Regions from separate parts of the Mus musculus genome. Here all the other regions are linked to region 3. The links are chromatin contacts, called in public Hi-C maps. All regions are on one chromosome and are shown on one strand. Each heading gives the region's core, a stretch centred on a gene start, on an enhancer-like site or on the middle of the called end of the contact. The rest is flanking DNA. Distances are from core to core; before and after follow the strand shown. Region 1 overlaps Gm31508 (predicted gene, 31508). Region 2 has its middle 21 kb from the start of Gm31508. Region 3 has its middle 13 kb from the start of Gm31333.

Evidence for each region. Hi-C and Micro-C count contacts between places; a contact is called where the count stands out from the background.
Region 1: a Hi-C map of cerebral cortex shows a contact between it and region 3, with 2.9 times the contacts expected there. The contact joins two enhancer-like sites. A contact is called at or near these places in 5 of 484 Hi-C or Micro-C datasets (the N1E-115 cell line, cerebral cortex, embryonic stem cells and 2 more).
Region 2: a contact with region 3 is called in a Hi-C map of cerebral cortex, with 4 times the contacts expected there. The contact joins two enhancer-like sites. A contact is called at or near these places in 8 of 484 Hi-C or Micro-C datasets (the AML12 cell line, the N1E-115 cell line, cerebral cortex and 3 more) and 1 of 115 datasets of contacts at active chromatin or transcription factors (differentiating embryonic stem cells).

The regions. Positions count from the first base shown.
Region 1 is chr12:28,971,819-28,976,008 of GRCm38.p6, reverse strand. All of the region lies in intron 1 of Gm31508 (predicted gene, 31508), which reads right to left. Among named protein-coding and RNA genes, the nearest start is that of Gm31508, 64 kb to the right of the region's middle. Within about 2 kb of position 1,333, at least 54 of the 459 cell types and tissues checked have an H3K27ac peak or open chromatin away from gene starts, as enhancers often do. A contact at or near this core is called in cerebral cortex, muscle stem cells and neural progenitor cells, where this site is marked.
Region 2 is chr12:28,887,335-28,891,134 of GRCm38.p6, reverse strand. No RefSeq gene overlaps it. Among named protein-coding and RNA genes, the nearest start is that of Gm31508, 21 kb to the left of the region's middle. Within about 2 kb of position 1,929, at least 16 of the 459 cell types and tissues checked have an H3K27ac peak or open chromatin away from gene starts, as enhancers often do. A contact at or near this core is called in cerebral cortex, where this site is marked.
Region 3 is chr12:29,127,151-29,131,080 of GRCm38.p6, reverse strand. No RefSeq gene overlaps it. Among named protein-coding and RNA genes, the nearest start is that of Gm31333, 13 kb to the left of the region's middle. Within about 2 kb of position 2,015, at least 23 of the 459 cell types and tissues checked have an H3K27ac peak or open chromatin away from gene starts, as enhancers often do. A contact at or near this core is called in cerebral cortex, muscle stem cells and neural progenitor cells, where this site is marked.

The DNA of each region.
Region 1 (4,190 bases), core at 84-2,583, 150 kb after region 3:
GGAGGCAGACACACCTCCCTCACCATAAAACCAAGGAGAGAACAGGAACCAGGACAGACAGGCAGCAAGGACAGTCAGACACAGAAGTTCTTGGCTGGCTAGAGCCCTCTCATAGACAGTCATGCTGCAGCAGGGCCTCTGCCCTTGACCCAGGACTCTAAACTCAATGGTGCACATAGGCACCAAGGGGCCCACCCCAAAGGTGTCTAGTACTGTATCTCTGAAACCTCAGTCTGTTGTACGTGTGTGTGTGTGTGTGTGTATGCGCGCGCATGCGCGTGCATGTATGAACATCAATATAATTACTGCTTCTACCCTGAAGAATTTGATTCTGTTTCTCCATCTTAGAAACACTCTAGTCACGCTCCGTAGCCAAGCTCTAGTGCATGGTGAATGAGACATTGCCTGCCCCTGGTGCTGTGTATTGTACAGCACAGCCTGCCACACTGTATGGTAGAGGACACAGTGACTGTGCATGGTGCTGTGTATTGTACAGCAAGCATGCCTGTGCACAGTGCTGTGTTGGACAGCAAAGCCAGTCACACTATACATTGTGCGCAAAAGCTTTTTGGCTTGCTGAAGCATTCCTGATGTGTTTAACCGCAGTTCCACCCCAACTCACCTCCTCCCTCAGCCCGTCTGGTTTCACCTCACCAGTGCATTCACACATCTCCATACACTCTCTATCCCACTTGTACCATGACCTACAAGTCACACCACCCACCTCCAACCCAGCCCCCTCCACCACCTCTCTACCCTCCCCACCTCCACCTACCCTTTACCTTCTGCACCCTTCACTGCACCCTCCCCCACCCACCCACCTGCACCTTAATTCTGCCTGAGCCTGAGCACAGCTCTCATCTCCAGTAAAGAGCTGCTCCCAGCCTCTGGCAGACCATTGTACTTCCTGTTCTCAGTGGCACAGCCCTTATGCCACCGCATTCCAGTCTATGTTATCCTTTGTCCACCCACCCCACCTCCTGTCTCCTCTCCTGTCCACAGAGAGCTCAGGACAGAGACTCTACAAACACCATCAGAGAAGGGCACAGTGGCTTGCCTGCAGGGGGAGCCACAGAGCCACCAGCTCAGACAGGACCCACCAAGGTCCAGCCAGGACACCCCACCAAGAACTGGAGTAGTTTTCTTTTTTCTTCTCATCTTCCAGGTCATCTCCCTGCCCTGCACCAGCAATGCTTTTTGAGAAGAAAGAAATACCGAGTTAACATTCCTTAACAGCAGATGTGCCATCATGTAGAAAATAAAGCTCTCCCTCGGCGCTCTGCGTTGGTGTGCCTCAAACAGTTCATTCTGGAACCTGTCGGTTTCACATGCTCTCTGTTGCCATGGTAATGCTTCAGTTCGAGCTGGGAAACACTGGCACACATTACAAAGGATGGCCCTGAGCCTTGCTCAAAAGTCCTCAAACTGAAATGGAGCCTTTACATGGAAGGCTGAGGCCTCTAATTCAAATGTTGGCTGACAGTGGCAAGCTCAAGGCAAACAGGTGCACACAGAGCTGAAAAGCTGTGGCTTCAGGACTTTTATTTGTCAAAGAACCATTGACCCCATTGCTGGAAATGTTTTCAAGACAGGGTATCTTTCTGCAGCCCAGTCTGGGTTGGAACTCACTATGTAGCCCAGACTGGCTGCAGGCTCTGAACACACTCTCTCTGCCTTTGCCCTACTAGTGCTAGAATTATAGACATGAACCACCATACCCAAACTTAGAAAAGATTTTAACACCTGCTTTGCCCTCTCTGCTTTCAGGCAAGAGGCACTTTATCTCACTATAATGACTTAAGGACCCAGAATCCATAAACATATCTAAATGAAGTCCTTGTGAGCACAGCACAGTAATGCCAGCTCATGGGCATCAGGCTTGGGACCCTGCTTCTCATGAGCTCTCACTAGCATGCCAAGTGTGTGTTCTCTCCCATGTGGAATGATCTCCAGGAATCTCCAAGGACAGCCAAGGAAAGGATAGATGGATGGATAGATAGATAGATAGATAGATAGATAGATAGATAGATAGATGAGAGCTGAGTAGATAGAATGCCAATACACTATGAATCTTGTTAGGTATGGAAGCATAGTCACATTTAAACCTTTTAGTTTTAAAGACACAGACAAAAGCATCTACAGGTGAAACAGGTGTCCGTTATTGACAGTGGTAAGCAGATAGGAGAATCTGATAACATATTGATAATTGTAGGTAAGGATAATGATTAGATTGGTTAATTGTGGTGTCTGTGCCTCTTCAAGTACATTTAAATTTTAAATTTTTTCATAACAAAATTTAAAAGAAAGATAGGAGACACATTAACAAAACCAAATTAAGACTTAGGGACTGTGGAGGAAGAGGGAGTAGAAAGACCTTAAAAACCAGAGATCAAAAAGGACTCTGGTGAAACAGTATTTTTTGGACATAAAAATACCACAGGACTCATGAACTCACAGCACATGTGGCTGTCCGCACAAGACCTGTACAAGAACAAGCCAGTCTGCAAGCTCACAACCTCCCACCTGTAGCTATGGAGCTATTGGCAGTTAATGGCTCCTTGGGAAGGCAGACTCAGTTTTCCTTAAGGGTGTATCTTCTGGTAGGTCCACAACTCTCCAGTGGGTGACCTCAAACCTATGTGAATATAGGGAGCACACACTGGATTCAGTGGGTCAGAGGAGGAGAAAAGGAGGAAAGGAGAGGAAGAGAAGGAAGAGGAGGAGAGGGAGGAGGAGAAACCCATATAAACAAGACTGGATCAGTAGCAGTATTAATGGACATATCAGTGTAAAAGGAAGAAAATTTCACAGGGTTCCACCCCTAGGCAAAGAACTGTAGGCAATTGGGCAATTCTTGACAGCTGGGATGAAAATTAGCCTTTCCAGCAATGAGTGCTTTTATTGGTTGTTCAATACAGAGTGATCAGCCTTGAAACCATATACATACAAGCATCAATGTGCGTGTGTGTGTGTACACAGATGTATATATGCACACACACACACACACACACACACACACACACACACACACACAATATAACCAGAGAGAAAGAGGCGATCATCTTGAGAGTGGGAGGGCATGGGAGGGATTTGAGGAGGATATCTAGAAGAGACTTGAGGGAGGAAAAGAAAAGGGGAAGCTGTATAATTCTATTTCAACTAAACACATTTTTTAAAAATATAAATTTCCCCATGCTTTTCTTGAATCTAATCCCTGGCTAACTCAGCCTTCCTACTTTTGTAACTAGATGCTGTAAACTAGTGGTGTTTAATACTGATTGTCAACTTGGTAGATCTAGAATCACTTCAGAGAGAAACCTTTGACCATGTCTTTAAGATATATATAAGATATATATAGACTGGGTTAACTGAGGTGGGAATACCTATGCTTAGTATGGGCAGCATGTTACACATACTCCATGGCCTGGGGTCCCAGACTGAAGGAAAAGGAGAATGTGAGCTAAGAATCAACAGTCATCTCTGTCTGCTTCTTCACTGTGGATGTCATGTGATCTACTGCTTCCAGTCCCTGCCGCCATGACTTCCTTCACAACATCAGCTTGTACCCTTGAACTATAAACCAAAATAAAGCCTTCCTCTCCATATAGGGGGGAAATTGGGAGAGAGTGGGAGATGGATCTGGGGAAAGTTAGGGTAAAAAGGTGAATATGATCAAATACATTGCATGCATTTACAAAATTCTCAAAGAATTAACAAAAGTAAACCCCACCTGCAGGGCTGTCCCAATAGGAGCTCAGTGTGTGTCCACTCCTATCTGTGAAGCACCTGCCTGTGCCAGGTTTTGTGCAGTGCAAAGGCTCCAGGTGGGTAAGGAGCCGCCCCACAAAGAGCATAAAGAAAAGCTGAAGGAGGCAGAACTGGCCTTGGGAAGAGTATTGAAGGAAGGCCTTGCCCTTTTGTGCTCTGTATAGTTAATCAATGAGGCTGCCAGGTGTTCACTCAACTCTAGGGAGCTCCACACTATGTACAGTGAAGAGCCGGCAGGGAAGACGGGTGTTTGTCTTGTAGAGAGCAGAGAAAGCACAGTGTCCCGCCGAGAGGTGGCCAGGAGACCCAGGTGGGTGTCTGCAGAATATCTAGGTCAGGAATGATTCAAGAAAGACCATCATGGAGAAACACTTTTCATGCTGGGAGGCTCTACTGATTCTCTATCTCCTAAAGTGATTTTA
Region 2 (3,800 bases), core at 680-3,179, 240 kb after region 3:
TGGTCTTGAGTCCTTGAATGTTATTCTCTCTGTATATAGTGGACATAACGTTCTGCCTCCTGGAGACAGTAAGTGGCAGGCGGGGGATTGTATAGCCTCACCCATGGGCTCCAGCATCAGAAAGCAGAAGTTTTCAACTCACTGATTGAGGGTCAGAAACCTCACTGGACTCTTCAGTGATTAGTCAGGCACCCAGTTAATCAAGGTCCTGAATTCTCTCACTTCCGATACTTGCAAAGAAAGGTGCATTAGTATAAGTCTGAGAGAGGAAACTGAGGCATGAAGAGCTTATGTTGGGATAAAGGATGCAACCTGGATTTGAACCTGTGTCTGTGTGGCTGAAAGGCAGGGCTCTTCCAGTGCATCACTGCTATCTCCAAACACCATAGAACACCACACAGACACGGATACCACCTAGTGCTAAACTAACACCATACCAGCAGCAGGTTAGAACAATGCTAGTATACCACACTGACACCACACAAGTACCCCACTAACCATGCTAATCCCATGTCAGCACCATGCTAGCCATGCTAACATCACACTAACTATGCCAGCCCCACACTAGCACCACACTAACCACACTAGCACCACACCAAAGCCAGCAATATGTACCAATCACCGCAAAAGACCAGGCATCAGCTTTGCAAGAGAACACTGGACACCAGTGTGCTGGGACCTACATGCCACAATATGAACATGAACAGAGGAACGGCCATGGCAACCAGAGTGATAAATTAAACTTCTCATCCATGGCTCAGGATGAAGGTCCTCATCACAGCATGTGACAACAGACACCAAATCCTGCAGTGCCTAATACCCTCCTGGTGCCATGAAAATGCTTCTGGCCGCCACCACGCGCCAGCAGAGCTCAACAGAAGTAGCAGTAACCTGGTTAGAGCCACTGAAAGTGGAAACCTCGACACACTCTGGGTGCTCATTCATTCAGTAGTAGGCACACCTATATCTCTTTCATGCTTCCCTCACAGAAGTGCTCGGTAGAGAACAGCTACCACCATCCCTTCCCTGACTGGTACACACCGCTCCCAGAGTCATGGTCAACAGGACTTTTCCAGCATCTATCTCTTTTGCTTGCTCACTCTTGCTCTTTCTTTGCTATTGACAGTGCCACAGTCCACTTTAATAAAGAGGTGGACAGTCCATCTACAGTGACCTGTGGCTTCCTCATGTAGTGGCCCCATCTCAGGCACAGGGCAGGTAGTCATGGGTAACTCTGCCTCTTGATTACAAGGTACACAAAAGTGGTATAGAACCACACACACAGGCATAAATGGGCAGAGGCAGGGAATCTGTGTAGGGGGGGGGTGGTTTGTGTTATAGCTGGTAGCCTAGCTGTGACAATCTTAGAAGGTAGCCTACAATATGTTTTATGGAGAGAATCTGTGTAAAGAATCTACAGACCCTCCCTATTGTTGCTTACCTGTGAGCCTGTATTTGTAGCAAACTAAGAAGGTTTCTTAAAGCAGGAAACACACATTTCCCTGACCTTGAAAACAAAGTCTGACCTGCATTCTGGCTGGGCTAGGGAATGGGTGGCAAAAAAATGAGCTCTTAAGGCCTCATAGTCAGCTAGGACTAGAAACTGCTGTCCAGGGTACCAGTTTTCCGGCTTTGTCCCCTCTCTTCCCTAGAGAGGTGGGGGCTGGAGAGAGCAGCTTCCTATGGGCTTTGTTAAGAGAGCCCAGCGCAACACTAATGGCTAACAGAATCATTCAGGTGAATGACTTCCCTCCACTGGCACAACATGGGTTCTTAAATCAAAGCCTGGGCAGAGCTGTCTTCTCTCAGTGGCTCTCTTTGCTTCACTAAACCATATCGCTCAAGTGATCTGAGCAGGCTGTGTGCTGCTTCCCCCAGCACTGTGCCATGAAATCCTGTCTGCAGAGCTAGCACTCCCCGGTGGCTGGGCTAGATCCTTCCAGCTGTCAGTCAGAGTACCTGAGAAGGATTCTATTCAGGGCACTGCACCGTCAGAGGGAAGGCAGTGACGGGGAGTTGGGAGCCATGCTCTTTTTAATTATCTGCAGATCTCGACTGCAAAAATGATACTTCTGTCAAAGCGAAGGGTAACTAACGATTTTTCTGTGTGTGCTCAGCTGAGTGTGCCAAGAATTATGATAAGGGCGACACCTCATCTGCTCAGACCTTCCAAAGAAGGCTTGGGCTTCTCTCTCAATACTGAAAAGAAAAAAACAAAACAAAACAAAAAAAAAACAAAAAAAAAACCTACAAGTGAAATCTATGGGTCAGACCAGTGGACCTGTTTGATGGGGGTTAATGGAGACAAGAGATAACAATACCTCGCCACCACTCTGATGTTGCACTCAGTGGTCAAGTCAGGGAGAGACTCGGATCATCCAGGATCATCACACTTCACTCTGACTCCGCTTGTCTGAAGTTCAGGTGGTTTGTACCCAGACAGTACTCACAGACCTCCTACAGGGCCTAGGGACAGGCCCTCGTCTCCACCTGTGACGCTGCCACAGTGCCTTGGAGTCCTGCGTTCCCTCTGTACTCAGCTGGCCTGAGCATAGGACCAGGGACACTTACGTGTGGCCACAAGTGGGAGTCCCTTGTGTTCCTCTTGCCTTCCTCTCCCACCTGGCCATGACCATAGCCATCAGGTAAACTGCAGAGTGCATAGGGACTCTAATGTGCCTCACAGGTTTGCTTAGCATGCTGTGCATATCTGCAGCAGACCCAGAGAAGCACAATGCATTTATCAGCCCGGGCTCTATTATGGAACACAGCAGACCAGCAGCTTAGTCAGCAGACATTGACTTTTTTATAGTCCTGTAAGATGCAAGACCATGACCAGAGTGCCAACAGGGCCAGGTGCTGGAAAGTCCTTCTCTCTGCTTCCATACAGCACATGTCTTTAATGAGACAGATCACCCTGGCCTCTCTTTGCAACAGGGCACTGATCTTATGATGAGGACACCATCTATGGTCTCATTTCCAAATGCCATTACAATGAAGATTAAGCTAAAACATGTAAAGTTAGGAGATTAAATTCCATCTATGGCACACACTAAAATCACCTTGCATCGTGTGAGACAGTCCTTATGGTCCAAGCCCACCTCCTCCAGCTTTACACAAGGGCTTCTTAGCATATGCATGGTTTGCGTTTCTGACTTGAGTATCTGTGAGCAGACTGTCTGCTGTGCTCCAGGATGTGGTACGCCATGCCTGATCTCTATCCACTAGATGCCAGTAACACCCCATAACTGGGACATTCTAAGTTGTCTGCAAAGATTCCCAAAAGTCCCGAGGGCAGCAAGAACGCCTTGGTTGAAAACCACAGACTTAAAGAGAACTCATATCTCACAACATAGTGCGTACAGGATATAAGCTAAGATTACTCTTCAGCCTAGGAATCAGGAACATCAGATCCTCAAAGTTAAAGACAGCCAGCACATGCCAGCCTTGAGATGCATTCGGTTTCTGAATTATCTATTAATCTACATTCAGCTTTGATCGATGCGCTCCAGAGCTGAAGGTGAACACCAGAGAAACAGAGAAGGCTTCAAACACCTGCAGAGAAACAGCACTTACACCATGGAGATGTCGGAGTAGGAAAATGCAAACTATAGGAAGAAAAAAATCAGTCCCAGGATGGCTTCGGCTGAAGACTTCAGATAATTGGAGAAAGCTAAAGATGTTGAAGACAGTTGCATGTGGTCAATCTCATTAGGAAGACAGGGAAGCAAAGCAAAGCATGGGCTTTAAACCCAACGCAGGGCAGGGCGGGAGAGGGCAGGGCGGGAGAGGGCAGGGCG
Region 3 (3,930 bases), core at 766-3,265:
TGCACAGTGCAGACAGCTAGAGCTGGTCTCTGCAAGAATGCATCTGGTGTCAGTACCCTATGTGGAAAGCCACAGGCTGGCACAGCCAGGAGGAACCCTTAACAAACTAAGCAGAAGCCTTGCTACTCTGAGCTTTATATCTTCCCGAGAGAGACCTCTGAAGATAGTGCTCTCCCCTCCTACACTTTCTTTCCTTTGTCTGGTTTGTCTTCTCATCAAAGTGAGCACCCAGACCCAGGGAACATCGGCAGCCCTGGGGAGGTATAGCTAGCTGCTGGTCCCACTCTATCTCCTACCCCTTGATGGGGCCCCTTGTCCTACTTCCTCAAGGATCCATCTCTTGGAGCATCTTTGCAACCTCTGTTCCCAGAACGTTCTCAACCAGGGGCCGCATGAACCTGTCCTTACACACTGCGGTGAGGCTTTAGCATCCTGTGACTCCATGCTGTAGAGTCTAGAATCCATGTAAGGTTGTGACTCTGATGCTTTGAGATCCATGTGAAAACGTGAGTTAGAATGTTGGTTCCTAGACCTTCTGTTAACTATTTATGAAGGAAACCACTTCTGGTCAGGAGGAGCAGCACCTGTCAATCAGAAGGGCAGCACCTGTCAGTCAAGAGGGATGACACCTGTCAGTCAGGAAGGGCAGAAGGACAGCACCTGTCAGGAGAGCCAGTATCTGACAGGAGAGGAAGCACCTGTCAGGAAGGGCACCACCTGTCAATCAGGAGGGGTAGCACCTGTCAGTCAGGAGGGGCAGAAAGGCAGCACCTGTCAGGAGAGGCAGCACCTGTCAGTCAGGAGGGGCAGAAAGACAGCACCTGTCAGTCAGGAGGGGCAGCACCTGTCAATCAGGAAGGGAAGAGAAACAACACCTGTCATGAGGGACAGCACCTGTCAGGAGGAACAGTATTTGTCAGGAGGGACAGGAAGCAGCTGCCAGAAGTGCTAGGCAGTACCTGTCAAAAGGAACATCTGTCAAGGGGGACATCACCTGTCAGTCAGAAGGTACAGCACACTCCCCTCCGACTCTAACTGGGACATGGCCTGGCTCTATGCCCCAGGCCTTGGATGTGACTCTGTAGACAGATGGATGTCTATCTCTAAGACATCAGGATTCCTTCTCTTCCTCCCTGCAGGTTCTGTTACAGAGCTCTGTGAATACCCATCAGGGAAAGTGAATTCCCTGGACTGTGTAGAGGCCTGAAATTCCAAACTTCCCTAAATATAAGAGAGTTAATCCAGCTGGGAAGGCCGCCCCCGGCTAAGGGACCACCACTTAGGAAGGTGGGGCCACTCCAGGAAGGCCAATCTACCTTAAACTACACTGAGAAGGTGCAGGAACAGTTGCCCAGCTAATGAGATAATGTATTTTTCCTTATAAGAATTCCTGGTCCTGATCCAGCCACTACAAGTCCCCGTGAGGTCCTGCTACTCTCTCTGACTCAGGAAGTTATCATTACTCCCCTTTCTTCTCTTCTGTCTCTTTGAAATCCTCCGTTTCCCTTCTCTTCCTCTGAACACAGCTGTTTCTCTGGCACATGGCCGACCTTCATGCCAGCTTAGTTCAATGGAGTTTCTCTGCCTCCTCATCTCCTTCCCCAGGCAACTGATAAAATTTACAGTTTGCCTGTCGTGAGGTTTTTTTGTTTTTTTTTTTTTTAATTCTAATGAAATGGCCCTGGGGTTTCCTTTTAGTCCATTCTCAAATTATTTTATTGAGATCAAGAACCCCAAGAGAGGACCAATATGTGACAAGTCTTAGGGAACTCCCCTAAATGCCCAGTAACATTTCTGTGGATTCCTATTCACTCTACCATTTCCAAAGGCATGGGCTCCTGGTACCAAAGCTCAGCTCTGAGACAACAACCGGCTAAAGCTGCTCAACCCTCTTCAGGAGACGCGTGCCCTTGTGCCCTTGTGTGTCTTCCAAGCGGCTGGCTTCGATGCAGGGCTGCTGAGCGGGAGGCACAGCTGGTATGGTAAAGGAAGCCCTGGTGAAGATCCAGACTCCCCTGCAAAACCGTGACCAGACAGCAGGAGCCACTCTCTCACCAGAGCAGATGTTGCTAGATCCCCACCAGTGATGAAGCTGTCGGATGAGGTGCAAAGGTTCCCAAGGCCCCGTTGTTGGAGTAGATGGAAGCAAAGTCAGCAGAGTTCTGCCATCAAGACAGAAACGGATGAGGGGCCTCAACAGGGTCATCAAGGCTCTTGTTATAGTGGGAATACTTCATACAGGTCTAAACAAACATTGGCCTTCAGAATACCTTCAAACTGTAGCCATGGCAACAAAATACACAGGGAAGTATAGTGATAGCAAGGTCTGCTGTGGTCATAAGAGAGCTATTAACATTTCCTTTTAGAATTGGGGAAAGAGGAAACATTGTCAGACCCTCAACTGAGATTCTCCAGCAGCTGGGACACTGGAGCTGGGGCTTTCACTCATCACCCATGATGGAGTGGGGTTTTACAGTGAGACAGCCGCTTCTGAGTCAACCGTGCTTCTATAAGTAACCTGTCAGCTACGTGCCTATAAATAGTTCTAATAAACTCACTGGCTCAACCAAACCAGACCTGGAAAAAAAATAATTTCCTTCATATGTCGGTTCTCTATCCGGGGGAGAAAGCTATTTCTTTGTGTTTCCCTGGAAAAAAGAACACAACGGATTGGTAGCTGAACTGGGACATGACAGATCCAAGGATGAGTCTGGGAAGAGAGGTTGCATGTCTATCATGGATAATAAGAAATGCAGCTGAGGCTGGGCCACCTAAGAGTGGAATATCTGTGCCTGGATCCCAGGACCATCATCTTTTTCTGATGTAGCATGGAACAGTGAGCCTCCGTGACAAGGGGCCAACCCATGAAACAGAGATGGAAGGACTGAAAAATGTACCATACAGTACCTGAAAATAACACGTATGGAATGAGATTTCCAGGAAGCTCTGGTGGCAGTCGTATGCACCCTGAGATGTGTAATAAGACATACAACCGAGGTTGACCTATCTACCCATAGGGAACATGCCCTTGCAAGGAAGGAATTACAATGAGAAAGAGGGATGTGGGAGGCATCGCTTAGATTCGTCTCTGACTTAGCAGAAAAAAAAGGATAAGAGGAATAAGACATACTGATGTTCTGTTCCTCACAGCTCTGGGGAGTCATAAGGCAAAGAGCAAAAATTAGATCTGTCCTAAAGAAGCCCTCATGGGATCCAAAGCGTGGAACCAGTGGGAAGAATTAGACAGTGTAGAGAGTGAATGAAGTCTACATGATAGTGAGGACTGAGGGAGTTAGGCATGAGAAAGGTGGCAGTTGATGCCTGGCTCACCAGGCCAGACAGAACTATGCTTAGTGGAGAGGTGAGTAAAAGTTAATTTGGCAGAGACCTCAGGACTAGTGTGGGGCAGTTCGCAGCATTCTTGAGCCTTGTTGTGGGATAAAATCTTTCTGGCTGCTAACAACTCTGGCACATCTAAGTGATTGGCATGTAAATCAGGTTTGTGAAGTTCTAAAGCAATCAAGAGGGATGAAGAAAAAAAAAAAGTAGAGGTCATTTGAAAGCAAATGTGACAAGAATTATGCCAGGCTGGAGTTTCTATGGGAGAACTGGAGACAAATCACTTGGCTGGGGAACTTCCAGGTGACTTTGCAGCCTGGGACAGTAATGTAGTGAAGGAGTGACGGGAGATATTGGTGATCCTCACTATGCCTTCTGCTGGGAGAGAAGGTACTTTTGAGGGTTGGGAGCCTCCCAAGCCACTTCCCTAATCAAGGTCCCACGGTTGCTTGAAGAGAGGTCCATGCATGGTGACTGGCAGTTCCATTTGCCGTGGCATATTCGTTGAGCTCCCCAATGATATGAACATTCTAAGGCTTTGGTGAACGCTGGAGGCAAATCTACCTTACTCATGGAAACTACCTCAAAATA